3 separate regions of the Mus musculus genome follow, and all the other regions are linked to region 1. Evidence: chromatin contacts called from public HiChIP or PLAC-seq data. All regions are on one chromosome and are shown on one strand. Each heading gives the region's core, a stretch centred on a gene start, on an enhancer-like site or on the middle of the called end of the contact. The rest is flanking DNA. Distances are from core to core; before and after follow the strand shown. Region 1 holds the start of Zfp780b (zinc finger protein 780B). Region 2 holds the start of Fbxo17 (F-box protein 17). Region 3 holds the start of Pak4 (p21 (RAC1) activated kinase 4).

The links. HiChIP or PLAC-seq counts read pairs in DNA pulled down with a chosen protein or histone mark.
Region 2: an H3K4me3 HiChIP or PLAC-seq map of bone marrow-derived macrophages shows a contact between it and region 1, with 5 times the contacts expected there. The contact joins the promoter of Fbxo17 here to the promoter of Zfp780b in region 1. A contact is called at or near these places in 2 of 39 promoter capture datasets (both in liver) and 2 of 115 datasets of contacts at active chromatin or transcription factors (both in bone marrow-derived macrophages).
Region 3: a contact with region 1 is called in an H3K4me3 HiChIP or PLAC-seq map of bone marrow-derived macrophages, with 5 times the contacts expected there. The contact joins the promoter of Pak4 here to the promoter of Zfp780b in region 1. A contact is called at or near these places in 1 of 39 promoter capture datasets (cranial neural crest) and 1 of 115 datasets of contacts at active chromatin or transcription factors (bone marrow-derived macrophages).

What each region holds. Positions count from the first base shown.
Region 1 is chr7:27,977,212-27,981,864 of GRCm38.p6, reverse strand. Zfp780b (zinc finger protein 780B) reads left to right here and starts at 2,708. Exons shown (of 6, transcript NM_001081021.1): 1 at 2,708-2,775.
Region 2 is chr7:28,714,617-28,719,269 of GRCm38.p6, reverse strand. Fbxo17 (F-box protein 17) reads right to left here and starts at 2,480. Exons shown (of 7, transcript NM_015796.2): 1 at 2,232-2,480.
Region 3 is chr7:28,595,919-28,600,571 of GRCm38.p6, reverse strand. It overlaps Pak4 (p21 (RAC1) activated kinase 4), which reads left to right and starts at 2,388. Exons shown (of 10, transcript NM_027470.3): 1 at 2,388-2,537.

The DNA of each region.
Region 1 (4,653 bases), core at 1,459-3,958:
CTAGCTGAAAATGAGCATGTCACTCTCTCTCTGCTTCTGCAGACAGTGTGGCCATCAGTCCCAAGCTCCTCCCACCATGACCTCTTCTTGCTGTGAAGGACTGAATACTAGAATCAAGAGCAACAAAAAACATTTCCTTCCTTCTGTTGCTTTCTCAGCTATTTTTCCTAGGAACAGGGAAATTAATATATTGTCATACAGTTATCTGTCCTTGATTTTTAATTTAATTCCATTTTTAAACATCATGTGCATAACTTAGATTCATTTACATTCATTGAGACTTGTCTTATTTTGTTTGTTTGTTTGTTTGGTTGGTTGGTTTTTTTGAGGCAGGGTTTCTCTGTGTAGTCCTGGCTGTTTTGGAACTCACTCTGTATCCTAGGCTGGCCTCCAACTCAGAAATCTGCCTTTCTCTGCCTCCCAAATGCTGGGATTAAAGGCATGCACCACAAGTGCCTGGCTTTTTTTGTTTTGTTTTGTTTTGGAGACTTGTCTTATAGCTCAGAATATATAACTTATGTCAATAAACATTTCCTTCTCTTGTCATTGTGAGGAGTGTTGCATAAACCTAAGACCAAGTAGGTAGTGCCAACATTAATAAAAACAGAGTAAATGTCTCAAAGACAACCCAGGAACAAGCAGAAGACTGCAATATGGAAACTGTACAAACAACAGAACATAGGTTAATTTAGGGAGGTCAAGAAAGGCAAGGGTTAGCCGGGCGTGGTGGCGCATGCCTTTAATCCCAGCACTCGGGAGGCAGAGGCAGGCAGCTTTCTGAGTTGGAGGCCAGCCTGGTCTACAAAGTGAGTTCTAGGACAGCCAGGGCTATACAGAGAAACCCTGTCTTGAAAAACAAAAAACAACAAACAAACAACAACAAAAACAAACAAAAAAGAAAGGCAAGGGTTTGTAAATGTAAAATGGAGGTCAAAGAAGTTGTTTTGAAACAACATTGCCTCCAAGAATGAATAACAAAAAGACATCAGTCTATACTTGAAGAGAAACTTAACCAACAGATGTGCTCACAGAAATCATTTTTTTTGTGTGTAGAGTAAAAAATGGGCCTTGTACACAAGTATGGTCTTCGAAGGAGACTAGGGACCATTTCTGCTACATGTGTGTAAATGAAAGCAGTAATTTCAAAGCGTCTGGATTTCATTACATTTTAACTGTCTCCATTTTGATATGTTTTCTAATTCAATTATGCCCTATTGCTTTTCTGTCTGTTCTATTCATTATTGAGGTTGAAAATTATTGAGGTGATGGTGGATTTGGATGTCATTCTTTTTTTTTCTTTTCTTTCTTTCTTTCTTTTTTTTTTTTTTTTAAAGATTTATTATTATTGTATGTAACTACACTGTAGATGTCTTCAGACACACCATAAGAGGGCGTCAGATCTCATTAGGGATGGTTGTGAGCTACAATGTGGTTGCTGGGATTTGAACTCAGGACCTTCAGAAGAGCAGTCAGTGCTGTTAACCACTGAGCCATCCCTCCAGCCCTCACAATTTGATCTCCCCCCACCCCCACCCCCTGCTTCTTTTCTTATTTATTAGATATTTTCTTTATTTACATTTCAAATGCTATCCTGAAAGTTCCCTATACCCTCCCCCCTGCCCTGCTCCCCTACCCACTCACTCCCACTTCTTGGCCCTGGCGTTCCCCTGTACTGGGGCATATAAACTTTGCAAGACCAAGGGGTCTCTCTTCCCAATGACGGCCAACTAGGCCATTTTCTGGCTGTCATTCTTATTACTACCTTATTACTTACCAGGCTTTCCCCCTGCTTCGTGCCTGAAGCTGCGCTATTAGTACTTTTAGTTTATTTTAGTTTTTAGGGAGGGTTTCACTCTATACTTGTAGCTGGCTTCAGTCTCACACACATGCAGTGAGCTGTGCCTCCCCTTTGCTGGGATAAAAGGCATGTCTTACCACGCGCAGCCATGTTTATTATACTTGATGACTTGGCCTCTTTATTTACACTGGCAATGTTGTGTCCCCAGTCTGTCTCGATTATCAAATCAACCTGAGTCTTCATTACGGTCACTCGTAATCTTCTAGAGTACTGAACTTTAACATATTTTCTGTAGTTGATACTCGGTTGAGTCTGACTTGTTTTCAAATCCTCCTTGTTTTCATCCTTCAACGTGAGGTAAATTACTGTCTAACGGACACGACTCAGTTGAAACTTTCTGATGTGTTCCTCACTCACCGTTTTCTATCTAGGTAACAGGGACCCTGAACTCAGGGAGGGTCCAGAACACCTGGCTGTCTGAAATCGCTGATGTAAACTATCCACGTTTAACACCAACAATTCTTTAGTTTAGTCTTTCCAAATTTACCATAGTCCCTACCAGGTCACAGCGAGGTGGAATCCCACTCAGTGGGACTCAAGTCACTTATATCCCATTCTGATCTTACTTCCTGTTCTGCTTGTCAGTCCGCTCCAGGGAAGAGAAAAATCAGTGGCGCGCAGAAGCGGAAGTACCTTTTGAGCACCACACGGGAGCTTTTAAAGGCTGTGCCTTTTTGGAAAAACCCCTGACACCACCAGGCGCAGCTCCCAGGTGGGCTGGTCCCAGTAGCAAGCTCGGATCGCCCTGAACCTCTGAGCTCTGGGCTTCCCGGAGTTCCGCCGCAAGGACTACATTTCCCAGGGTCCACCGCACCGGAAGTAACGGATCGAATTCCGGTGTCGTGTATCGCTCCCTTGAAAAGTCAGGTTTTTCTCGTAGGTGGAAGAAATCGCTCTATGGCCTACGTCCTCACAGAGTAAGATCGGAGCCAGCATGCTGGGTGTGGGTGTGGGATGGATGTTGATATTTGTGTGAGTGTGTAGGGGCGGTGATGTGTGTGTCTGTTTCTCTGTATGTATACGCACCTTGAGCACTCTGCATCTCCTGTGTCACTATGCTTGTAGCTTTCTGCTCCTGCTTTCTCTTGCAGGCACAGGGGCTGAAGCAAGGAAAGATCAGGTGCAGAGTCTGAAGGGAAGCTTCCTTTGAGGTACATGAGTAGCTGAGGCCGGAAGTGCCTCCGAGGGGCCCCTAGGGGGATAAGATCCCTAGGTTTCCCTGAGCTGTAGCAATGCGAGTGTTGCGGGAAGGGAGGGAAAGTGCTCATTGAGGATGCTCTCAGATCTAGTTTGGGATCTCAGGCTTCCTTGGGCTCCCCACAGGCTCCCCATTTCGGCCATTATTCCAAAGGAGGGCTAGAGAAGCATGAGATCTTTATTGCTACTCAGCTAAGACTCAAGGGCGAAGTTTGTGCTTTCTCTCCGTGTGAGAAACGAGGCTTTAGGTTTAGACTATAGAATTGTCAGTAAATGAAGGAGTAACAGACAAACTGATAGCTCCAACTTTGTGGCTCTTACATTGTTCGTTCTCCTCCCAATTAGTATTCTCACTATTGTTTCAGTGATCCTTGATATCTCTCAATAATCAGACCTTTCCCCTAGACTTTATAGATAAGAATCTCCAGAGGTTAACCTTAGGAATCTCAAACTCAAACCAATTCCTATCCATGGCATCACATAGCAGATGGACTTTGATCTTTATAGACCTTCCTTTCAAAGCAGGGGGACTTCAGGGGTGCTGGTGCTGCTTGTATTTAATGCTAAATACTGGCTCCCAAGATCTGGTGTCCCCCCCCCCCCACCCTTCGCCATGAGCAGATCCTCACATACTCCAAGTGATGCTATGTGAACTTTGCTCCCCAGCTTAAAACCTGAGTTTAAATAAAACTAGCCACAGCCAGTTCCTGAGAGGAATAGAGAGAGGTAGAGTTTGAGTAACTGAGCTGTGGGTCTCAAGTAGGCACCACCAGGGGAGGAGAGAGAACAGAGGCAGAGCACAGGGGAGGAAAAGACTAGAGAACAGGAGGTCTCCAAGAGCTGGACCAACCGTTCCTGACAGAGTGATATGCCTCCCGGGGACACCAGACGGCTGGAGCAGAAGTAGCCCTGGAAGTTTGAAACAGCAAGGATTTGGGAAGTGCAGTCGAGCCAGTCGCCAGACTGTCATTTAGAGATATAGATTAGGGTCATCCCGCAGTAATTGCACAGAACCTAATAAATAAATATGGTAGTTTGAGTCTCATTCACTTAAGGTTAGATGGGATGTGTTTAATAGGTGTTCTGTACAGGGGAAAATGTAGGTGGTAGACGATTTCTGTTCACTCTTGAGAACTTTGGGAGTGGAAAAGTGATAGCACTGAATTTGGCATCTTTGAGAGCTAGTGATTTTCTGACTCTGTGTGTGTGTGTGTGTGTGTGTGTGTGTGTGTGTGTGTGTGTGTAATGGGTAATGTTGGCCAGGTCCAGATGAGCAATGCCATGGCTGATAGTGGGTGTGGATCTGTGGTATCGGGTTGGAGTCTTGGTTCTGTTCCCTCAGGCTCTCCAGGCCTGTCAGGAACCTTAGGATGCCTGTGGTGAAGCCTGTTAGTGCAGTGCCACCATATCCTAAGGGCCTGGTGTGCTTTAGTTGTTCTCTGTGAGGCCATCTTGGGTTCATTCCCCTCAGTGTTCTGCAGGACAAGGGAGTGTGAGAAACAATGCGATTGCTGGTGGATGTTTAAGAAAGCGGCTCAAAAAGAAAAGCTAGGCTTCAATCTTGGAATTTGGGAGGCAGAAGCAGGAGATCCCTGTGA
Region 2 (4,653 bases), core at 1,231-3,730, 740 kb before region 1:
ACATTAAAGGCATACACTACCATGCCGGGCTAATTTCAGCACTTAGGAGGCGAAGGCAGGAGGATTTCAGTATATCTGAGGCCACTGTAAGGATACATAGTAAGGTGTATGGGATAACTTTTTTTTTTTTTTTTTTTGAAACTGTATCTCCAAAAAAAAAAAAAAAAAGCAAAACCCATAACACATAAAGAAGATTTTCTAATTAGCTACCCAGAAAGTACAAAGCAGAATAAGGTAAAAACTATATACCAATGCTCGAATATTAGCCATGCCTGTATGTCGAGTATGTGTGTTGGTGAGTGCGGCGGCTGGAAGTCCAGCTTAAGCACCCTTCCCATGCTCTCCAGCTGTTTTCTGTTGGAGCGCATGGACCTGGCTAACCTGGATAGTGAGTAAGCTCCAGAGACAACCCCCCCATCCCCTCTTCCTGGGTTTATCTGCGTGCTCATCTTGCTTTGGCTTTTTTTGTGGGTGCTGGGGATCTGAACTCAGGTCCCTGTGTTTGCCAGGTAAATGCTTTATGGATTTGGCCATCTCCCCACGTGTACAAATTACATATTTTGAAAAGTAAACCCATTGCTATTTTAACTGATTGCATAGAAGGTGGGTGCTCCTTTAAGGAACCCTTTGTCTTCATATAAATTCTGTCCCTCTGACTGGTCTATTTGCTGGTATTCTCTTAGGACATTTAGATAATTTGTCTTCGTTAGATTTTCTATAGCTGTGAAAAAAACACCAATAGCACCTTTGGGAGGAAAGGGTTTATTTTAGTGCATAGCCTGTAGTTCATTATCCAGAAATCAGGGCAGGGATCTGGAGGCAGGAGCTGATGCAGAGGCCATGGAGGATGGCTGCTTACTGGTTTGCTTCTCAGGGCTTGCTCAAACTGCTTCCTTATAGAACCCAGGACCACCAGCCCAGGGGCAAAACCACCCAAAAGAAAGGACTGGGCTCTCTCACATCAATCACTAATTAAGAAAATGTACTACTGGCCAAACTGATGGGGGCATCTGTTCAGTTGTGGGACCCTCTTCCCAAGTGATGTTAGCTTGTGTCAATTTGACATAAAACTAGTCAGCACACGGTCATTGTTTAAAATCAGATTTGCGCAGAGGCAGGCTCTGAGTTCGAGGCCAGCCTGGTCTACAGAACGAGTTCCAGGACCGCCAGGGCTACTGGCGAAAAACAGAACAAAACAAAACAAAACAAACCACTAAAATCAGATTTGTGTTATTTATACTTCCAAGACAGGGAGTGGAATAAACTGAAGAAATGAACTCAGAAGAACAAACGTTACACGGAAAGGAATAAACACAGCTGAAATGCATCAATGTAGCTAAGTCAGGAAACAGCCTGAGACCCTGAAGCACGCATTCTGCAAAGGGGCTGCCAGCCAGAGTGATCCAGCCGCGGCCCAGGGCCTACATGTTGGTCTGGGCTGGCTATTTCTTTTCCCCCTTTTCGGTTGGCTATTTGGGACATGGGTAGAGCTGCGAGAGGGGGTGCTGGGAGAACCTTTTCTTCTTTTTTTTTTTTAAATTTGATTTTAAATAAAAAGTAAGATGTTATTGTTGCGCAAGTGTTTGATGTGTATGCGTGTTAGTGTGTGGGTCAGAGGACAACACGTGGGTCTCCATTCTCGCCTTTAACTCTGAGTCTTGAGAATCACCAGGAGGCTTGGCGGCAGGCACTTTTTCCTGCCACCATCGACCCGGTAGACCTAGTTCCATAAAAACAAAGTATGTATGAAACGTGGGAAATGAAGCCCACTACTTTGTATGCTATCTTAAATGTTAGTAAAAAATAGTAGGGTGTGGCTGCGCACGGGTTTAGTCCCAGTACTGAAGAGGAAGAGGCAGGGGGATCTCTGAGTACAAGGCCAGGCTGGGCTACATAGCAAGGCCAGTCAGAGGTACAAAAGAAAAGAAAAAGAAAAACCACACACACACACACACACACACACACACACACACACACGGAATGTAAAGTCTTCTCAGTGGGACTTGTAGCTTTGCAACTTGCACGTGTACAGCTAGCTCAGTGTAAGAGTGCACTGCATAAGGGAAGAGTCTGGGAAACGATGTACAGACTCCTGGAGACTGCGTCCCTGGGGTGGGGTGGGTTGGGGGCGGGGAGGGGCACACAGAGCCAGTGGAGAGACTCCTCCATTCTCCAGACTGCTCCAGCCGCTGGTTTGGACACGACCCTCGAGTCCCATCCCAGGTCCGTACCTGTCCGGGAGCTCACCGGGCGGCCTGCTCTGAGTTGGCGGGGAAGATCCAATCCCTACCCGGCGCTGGAGGCAGTCGAAGAGTAACCCGAGGTCCGGGAAGTCAGCCCCGTGATCTGGGGTCCTAGTGGACCGTCTTCTTCTATGCTCAGGATCCCGGGGCCACCGGGCAACGTTGCAGCCTGAGTGAGCCCGGCCCAGGGCCGCCGAGCTAGGCCGCCTGTCCCTGAAACGTGGCTGCCAATCCCCTGGTGGACACCCCGGGCACCTCCCCTGCCCCCTTCCCTGAGACCCGCCCCGCCCCACTCTTCCGCCCCAGGCAGCTTTTCCTAACACCGTCGTCAGGGTAAATTCTTTGGTCCCTAGCGAAAGGCTCAGCTGTGGCTCTGACCGCAGATTTGAAACCAGAGAATGAAAGCAGAGACAGGATCGGTTCTTGGAAGCAGAATCCGTCTTTAGCAGAACCGTTCAACACGCGGGCTCCGCAGCAATCGCTACTCAGCTGTTCAGCTTAAGCGAACCCTTCCCCTCCAGGAAGATCAGCGACGCCCCCCCCCCATGACTCCTTAAATTTATTTATTTACTTATATATTCACTACCACCACCACCCATCTCCCACCCACTATGTAGCTATCCAGGAACACTATGTAGATCAGGCTGGCCTGAAACTCACAAAGATCCCCCTGCCTCTGCCTCTTGAGTGATAGGCTCCAAGGCAGATAACAGTACTTCTCAGCTATTGTTATTATTTTAGATGTATTATTTATTTTCATTTTGTGTGTGTACTGGGTGGTTTTGTGTGTTAACTTGACACAACTAAGAGTCATCGGGGAGGAAGGGGCCTCCGTTAAGAAAATGTCTCCATGAGATCCAGCTGTAGGGCATTTTCTCAATTAGTGATTGATTGGGGGGGGGGAGCAACCCATTATGAGCGGTGCTGTCCCTGGACTGGTAGTCCTGGGTTGTATAAGAAAGCAGGCTGAGCAAGCCATAAGGAGCAACCTTCCACTGCTTCTGCATCATCTCCTGCCTCCAGGTCCCTGTTCTGTCTGGGTTCCTGTCCTGACTTCTTTCAATAATGAACAGCAATGTGGAAGTATGAGCCAAATAAGCTCTTTCCTCCCCAACTTGTTTTTTGGTAACGGTGTTTCATTGTAGCAATAGAAACCCTAACCAAGACAATGTATATGAGTGTTTGCCTTCCTGTGCCTATGTGAACCACATGCATGCAGTATCCACAGAGGCAGGCAGGGGTGCTGTGAGCCTTGGAGTTACAAATGGCTGTGAGCTATTGCAGAAACCAGACTCAGGTTCTCTGTAAAAAAAACAGTCAACGCTCTTAACCACTGAGCCATCTCTCCAGTCTTTTCCAGGGTCTTTGTCAATCACTTTTCATTATTTATCTATGTACTTATTTATTTTTTTATGTGTTTTTATTGTGTGTAGGTGCAACACATGCATGGGAGTGTCGTTGCATGTGTGTGGGTCAGAGGTCATCTTTCCTTCAGCGGTGGGTTCTGGGGATTGAACTCGGGTGTCGGGCAGGCTCCGTCATATACTGAGCCATCTTGCTAGGCATACACTTTATTTTTCTGGAACAGGGTCTCTCAAACAATCTGGAAGTCCCAGGGATCCTTTTGTCTTTCACTGAGTCAGGGCTGTGGTGACTGATGTGGCCACACTTTGCTTTTTATAAGCGTGTTAGGGAGCCAGACTAAGATACTCATCCCTGTGCAGCAAGCACTTCACCAACTGAGCTACCATCTTAGCCTCTTACTTATTTTATTTTAAAACCCTTCTCACTCTCCGTAGCCCGGGCTGGCCTCGAACTCACCATCCTCCTGCCTCTGTCTTCTGAGCACGGTGATTTCGGGCTTCTGCGGCCATGCTGAGTTCGTGAGTGTGTATTTAAGGATGCCCACAGAGTTTGCTCCTGTGGCTCACGCAGGATGGGGAGCTTTAGGGAAGAAAGTCACAGCCGTCATTCAGGGGAGAGTTTTGATGGATTAACTGGGTTAAAATTCACTTGCCTGCAAGCTCTAGAAAGCTTCACTGTAGCTAGTGTAAGGGAGACGAGGAGTATCGCCCAGTGTAAACTAGGAAGTCTTCCCAGCAGTATGGTGGTGTTCCCAGCAGCGTGGGGGTGGTGCTCCACACTTATGACATGGAAGCTATAAATAGGCTAAAGCAGCTGGGGGTGGGGGTGCTGCATGCCTGCGATCCCACCACTGTGCAAGTGGAGGCAGAGGGATGGTGAAATTGAAGGCTAGTGGGGCTACTGAGTTTTGGGCCAGCCTGTATTATATGTGACCTTATCTTGTCAATCAGGTGCTTGGTTAGCATGCACAAGGCACAGGGTTCAGTCCCCAGCCCCACATCAACCGAGCGTGCTGGTAAGGGCCGTAGCCCCAAGCACTAGTGAG
Region 3 (4,653 bases), core at 1,139-3,638, 620 kb before region 1:
ACTCAGAGTTTAGAAGATAAGGTGAACTCGCTCACATTTCCTCTAGCCCATCACTCGTGTATTCAAAGGAAACAATTATGTAGCTGCTTGGGCTTGTTTTTTTTATTTTTGTGGATGATGGTTTCTAAAAGCAAACTGTGTACCACAGCACAGGAGCTCAATGAGGAAAGTGTGGCTGAGCAAATTAGAGTCAATTAGTAGGATGGCTTCTTAGGCAGCCCCAAGATTAATCTTCTTGAAGAATATTTATTGACATCAAGAGTCACTGATGATGTATATAGTCTTAGTTTTAAAAGGTATTTTTCTGGGGCTGGAGAAATGGCTCCGTCCGTAAGAGCACTTGTTGCTTTTTCAGAGGCCCTCTTCTAGCCTCTGAGAACACACACACGCAGAGGGGTACACACACACACACACACACACACACACACACACAGAGGGATGGGGAATATTTCTTTAAACCTACTTATTTTTCTGGGGTGGGGAATAATTATTTATTTTATTTTTTATTCTTTGGTTTTTCGAGACAGGGTTTCTCTGTATAGCCCTGGCTGTCCTAGAACTCACTCTGTAGACCAGGCTGGCCTCGAACTCAGAAATCCGCCTGCCTCTGCCTCCTGAGTGCTGGGATTAAAGGCGTGCACCACCACTGCCCAGCGGGAATAATTTTTAAATTTATTTACTCTTCTTTCATACATTACTTCTCAACTGCAGTGTCCCATCCCTCCACTCCTTCCAGTTCTCCCCATAAATCGTTTTTTTAAGATATATATTTCAGACCATTCTTCCAGGCATGGTAAGGAGACACGTGCCTGTAATCCCAGTGCTAAAAGACTCTCTTAGTGCATCGGAGGCCTTGAGTTCAAGTGGACATAAGCTGAAGGGAGAGATAGGGATGATGGGGAGAAAAGAAGGCAAGCAGAGACCTGAACCGCAGCCCTTCATTCATTCTTGGTTTGCACATGTTAACAGAATGCCTGCGGTGTGCCTGGCAGTGTGCAGGTGAAGCACACAGGCAAGCATCATTTAAGTGAATCTTTGGAGGGTGGAATTACCTTTTAGTCAGCCACCCCTTTTATAAATATGTACTGAGCATTTACATACCAATAATATCAAGGCTCTGGCTACGAGCAAAAAGCATAGTTCAAGGTCAGCCTGGGCTACGTCCTGAGACCCTGTCTCACGAAACCAAAACCAGCCAGCCAAACACAAAACCACAGGCGGCAAAGGAAAGGAAGCTTTGCCAGAAGCTGGCAAAGGATTTAATAGCACAAGGTAGGACATTTTGCCCCTTAGAGAACATAATGTTTGAGGAAAAACCCAAAGGAACCCTGGGAGTCAGGAGGATGCTTAAAGAAGAGAATCTTCCAGACAGAAGAAAAAGCCCGTGAAAAGAACCAGAGAAAGCCTGTTTGGGAAAACCTGTAGCCTCAGTCTCCCAAGGGGCTCAGCTGGGGAAAGCATTTGCCTAGAATTCTCTAGGGCCGGGGACTTCCCTAGTACTACTGCTTGCCTGTCCTGTATAAAAGCCCTAAGTTCAGTGTCTGATACCCAAATAAACAAATAAAACCCTCAAAATCCTTGATGAGAAAGCATTTTTAAATTTTTCAGTAAGACCTAATGAACCCATAGGTGGAAGGGTGTATTAGTTTATGGGCTTTGTTTCCGCTGTGTTTTCCATTTTGATTAATTTAAAAACACTTAATTACACTTATCCCTCTATTTTATGTCTATGGCTCTCTTGTGGAGGCTACAGATCAACTCCTGGGAATCAGTTCTACCGTGTGGGTCCAGGAGATCAAACTTCAGGCTCGGCAACAAGCGCCTTCTATCCACTGATGCATCTCACACACTCGTGATTGACTGACTTAAAAAAAAAAAAACTTATTTAAAAGATTAAGATCAAATAGTGTCAGATTTCCAGATTCGGACAGAGCTTCATTCAAAACTTGCTTTCAGTAGTCATAAACCAACTAGCATCCTATTAGCTTGTTTACCTGTAAAATGGGTGTTACAACAACAGGGTTGTGTTAACAGTTTACAGCAGAACTAGTCGCGTGCTAACAAAGGCATAATAAGTGCTTAAGAACTGTTTCTGGCCTTTATGTTCTCGTATTCCACTTTACTTTTTTGGGAGCCCGTGGGACTCTGCCACGCGAAAGTCGTTATTTCCCCTTTAAGAGGCGGAGTGGGCGGGGAGTCAACGATCCCGCACCTTTTCAAAACTTCCCAATCTCTGCTCTTCATTCTCCACCTAGCGGTCTCCGATTGGGCCACTCGCACCAATCAGTGGTTTTAGGGAACCCTGCCCGGCTCGCTGCCCCGCCTCCGAGTAGGCCCCGCCCATCACCCGGTCAGCTCCGTTGCCATGGGGACTAGTGGGCGGCGAGGAGTAGGGGAGGCCCCGGATGTTCATTGGGGATTCAACATGGCGGCGGCAGTAGCCGCGGCGGCGGCGGCGCGAGACCGCTGAGGGCGGTACGCGGGCACAGAGTTCTGGGCCAGGCAGCTAGGCCGCGAGCGACCGCGGCGCCAAGCCGGTAGGTTAGGGGGTTACCGTGCAAGGGGTTTGTGGCTGGGGGCGGGTGGGTCTGGGCACGCGCCGTGGGAGAGCGGTTATTCGGAAGGGGGCGGGGCCGGTCGGGTCAAAGTTCACTCTTGGAGGGGAGGGTCGCGTGGAAAAGGGTCGCGGGCCCAAAAATGAGGGAAAGGGGAGGGGACTGTCGCGACCAGTGGTTAGACCGGTGGAGGGGGCGTGGCCGGGTTTGAAATTTGTGCAAAGTTTGGAATACTAAGTGGGGGCGCATAGGAGGGGCTCGGAACGGGTCTCATAAAAGGGGGCGCTCAGAGTAACTTAAGAAGAGGGTGTGTCTGTCAGGGCTGGAGGTCACAACCTAGAGAAGTGGGCGGCTGCCCGGTCAAAGATTTAAAAGCCTCAACCGGAGGAGGAGGAGGAGGTGCTTGAGTTTTAGGTTTTGGGGGGGTGTCTGAGACAGCCCTTAGGTAGAAGGTACGAAGATAAAAATCTGACGGGTGAAGATGTTCTGGGAGGGCCAGAAACTAAAAACTCAAGTGGGGCACGTGCGGTGAGGAGGGGGACCAGGGACATCTAACAGAGCCTTCGAAAGTGTGTCCTGGTGTGTGTGGTGGGAGGAGAAGGGGAGCCCCTTCCCACTGATAATGAAGGCCACACACTGATAAAACACTGATGATAGGCTGGGCTTCCCTCTCCGCGTTAAAGCTCTGTGTATGTACTCATTTAGCGCGCAGTACAGCATCACTGGAGCCAAAGCTGTTATTAAGAAGCTAAGTGATTTGCCCCAGGTCAGCTAATGAAGTAAGGTGAGCAGCTGGGATTCCAGCTCCGGAGCTCTGTCCCAGAGTGCTTCTGTCTCCTGCTGCCTTTCACAAAATCTTGGTGCTGGTAAATGTTTAACGAGAGAGCGCGAGCGAGAGAGCGCGAGCGAGAGAGCGCGAGCGAGCGAGCGCACCGTGTATGCCTGGTCTTGTTTCATCCCTTATCTTGTGAGATGGGTGAGTTGGGTGTTAGAGAACACCCCTGTTTTCCAGGTAGAAAAAGTAATGCCAAGAAAGCTTTGTTAAGAGAAAGGAGCTTTGGTCTGCTACCTGCCACAGGGTCCACTTCCCAGGAGGTCTGTTCCTGGAAGCCACTCCCTGGGTGGGAACAGAGTGTCTGTTTAGCCTCCTTGGAAGGGTGTGACCTGGGAGGGGAGGTTCCACTGGGCCTATGGGAGTGGCATGCTGGTGGGTGGCCCAGAGTCCAGTGAGCCTCTGATTGGGTGGGTGTGACCTTAGGCGCTCTCTATTCCTGACACCACAAGCTCTCCCTGTGGCCTTCAGTGGTTCCCAAACGCTTTACAGTTTGAGCCTTGGTCCTCCTTCCAGGGTTTTGACCTCCTGTCAGCCATCTTTCCACTTCTCTCACTCATGCTTAGCCAACCGTGGGCAGCTCTTGGCTTTGCTTTCTTTGGCCTCCATGGGAGAGCCCATTCTGCCTTCTCCCGGTTCTTGGGGCCATATGCACTCCTGCTGGATTCTGGGCGCTTCTGGAGCATCAGCTGGCCGCAGAGTGTCTGTGTGTGTGTGTGTGTGGGGGGGTGTCCTCAGATACTGTAGCAAGGGGACAAGAGGCACTCAGCCCTACCCTCAATGCCTGCTTGGTCACTCCCATAGGAGCGTACTAAGACCAGCCCTCAGCCAAGGACACTGAGCCTAAATGGAGCAGGGACAGGGAGAGTGCCTGTATATGCTGGGTCTGTCCTGAGGTTCCTGTCCTTGGAAAGTCCCTCAAGGAAGCTCTGAAAGATGAGTAGGAGGGACAGGAAGGGACACAAGGTCAGAAAGGGCAAAGGTCCTGGCCTGCTAGTGGCTCAACCTGGGAAGGACCACGTATAGTAAGTGCCTCCGTCTCCTCCTGTGTAAAGTGGACCTAAGAACAGTGCTGGCTGTGGAGGGTAAGATAGGCACCGGGCAGCCTGGCATGCTGTGGAAGTACTAGTCTCATCGCTGCCTCCCAACTTTCTCCACAGCCAACCCACCCCCACCCCCACCCCCTGTCTGCACCCGACTGTGTCAGAGAGCTGGCATACTACCAGCACCAGATCTGTGAGGTCACCCAAATTCCCAGCCTTGTGG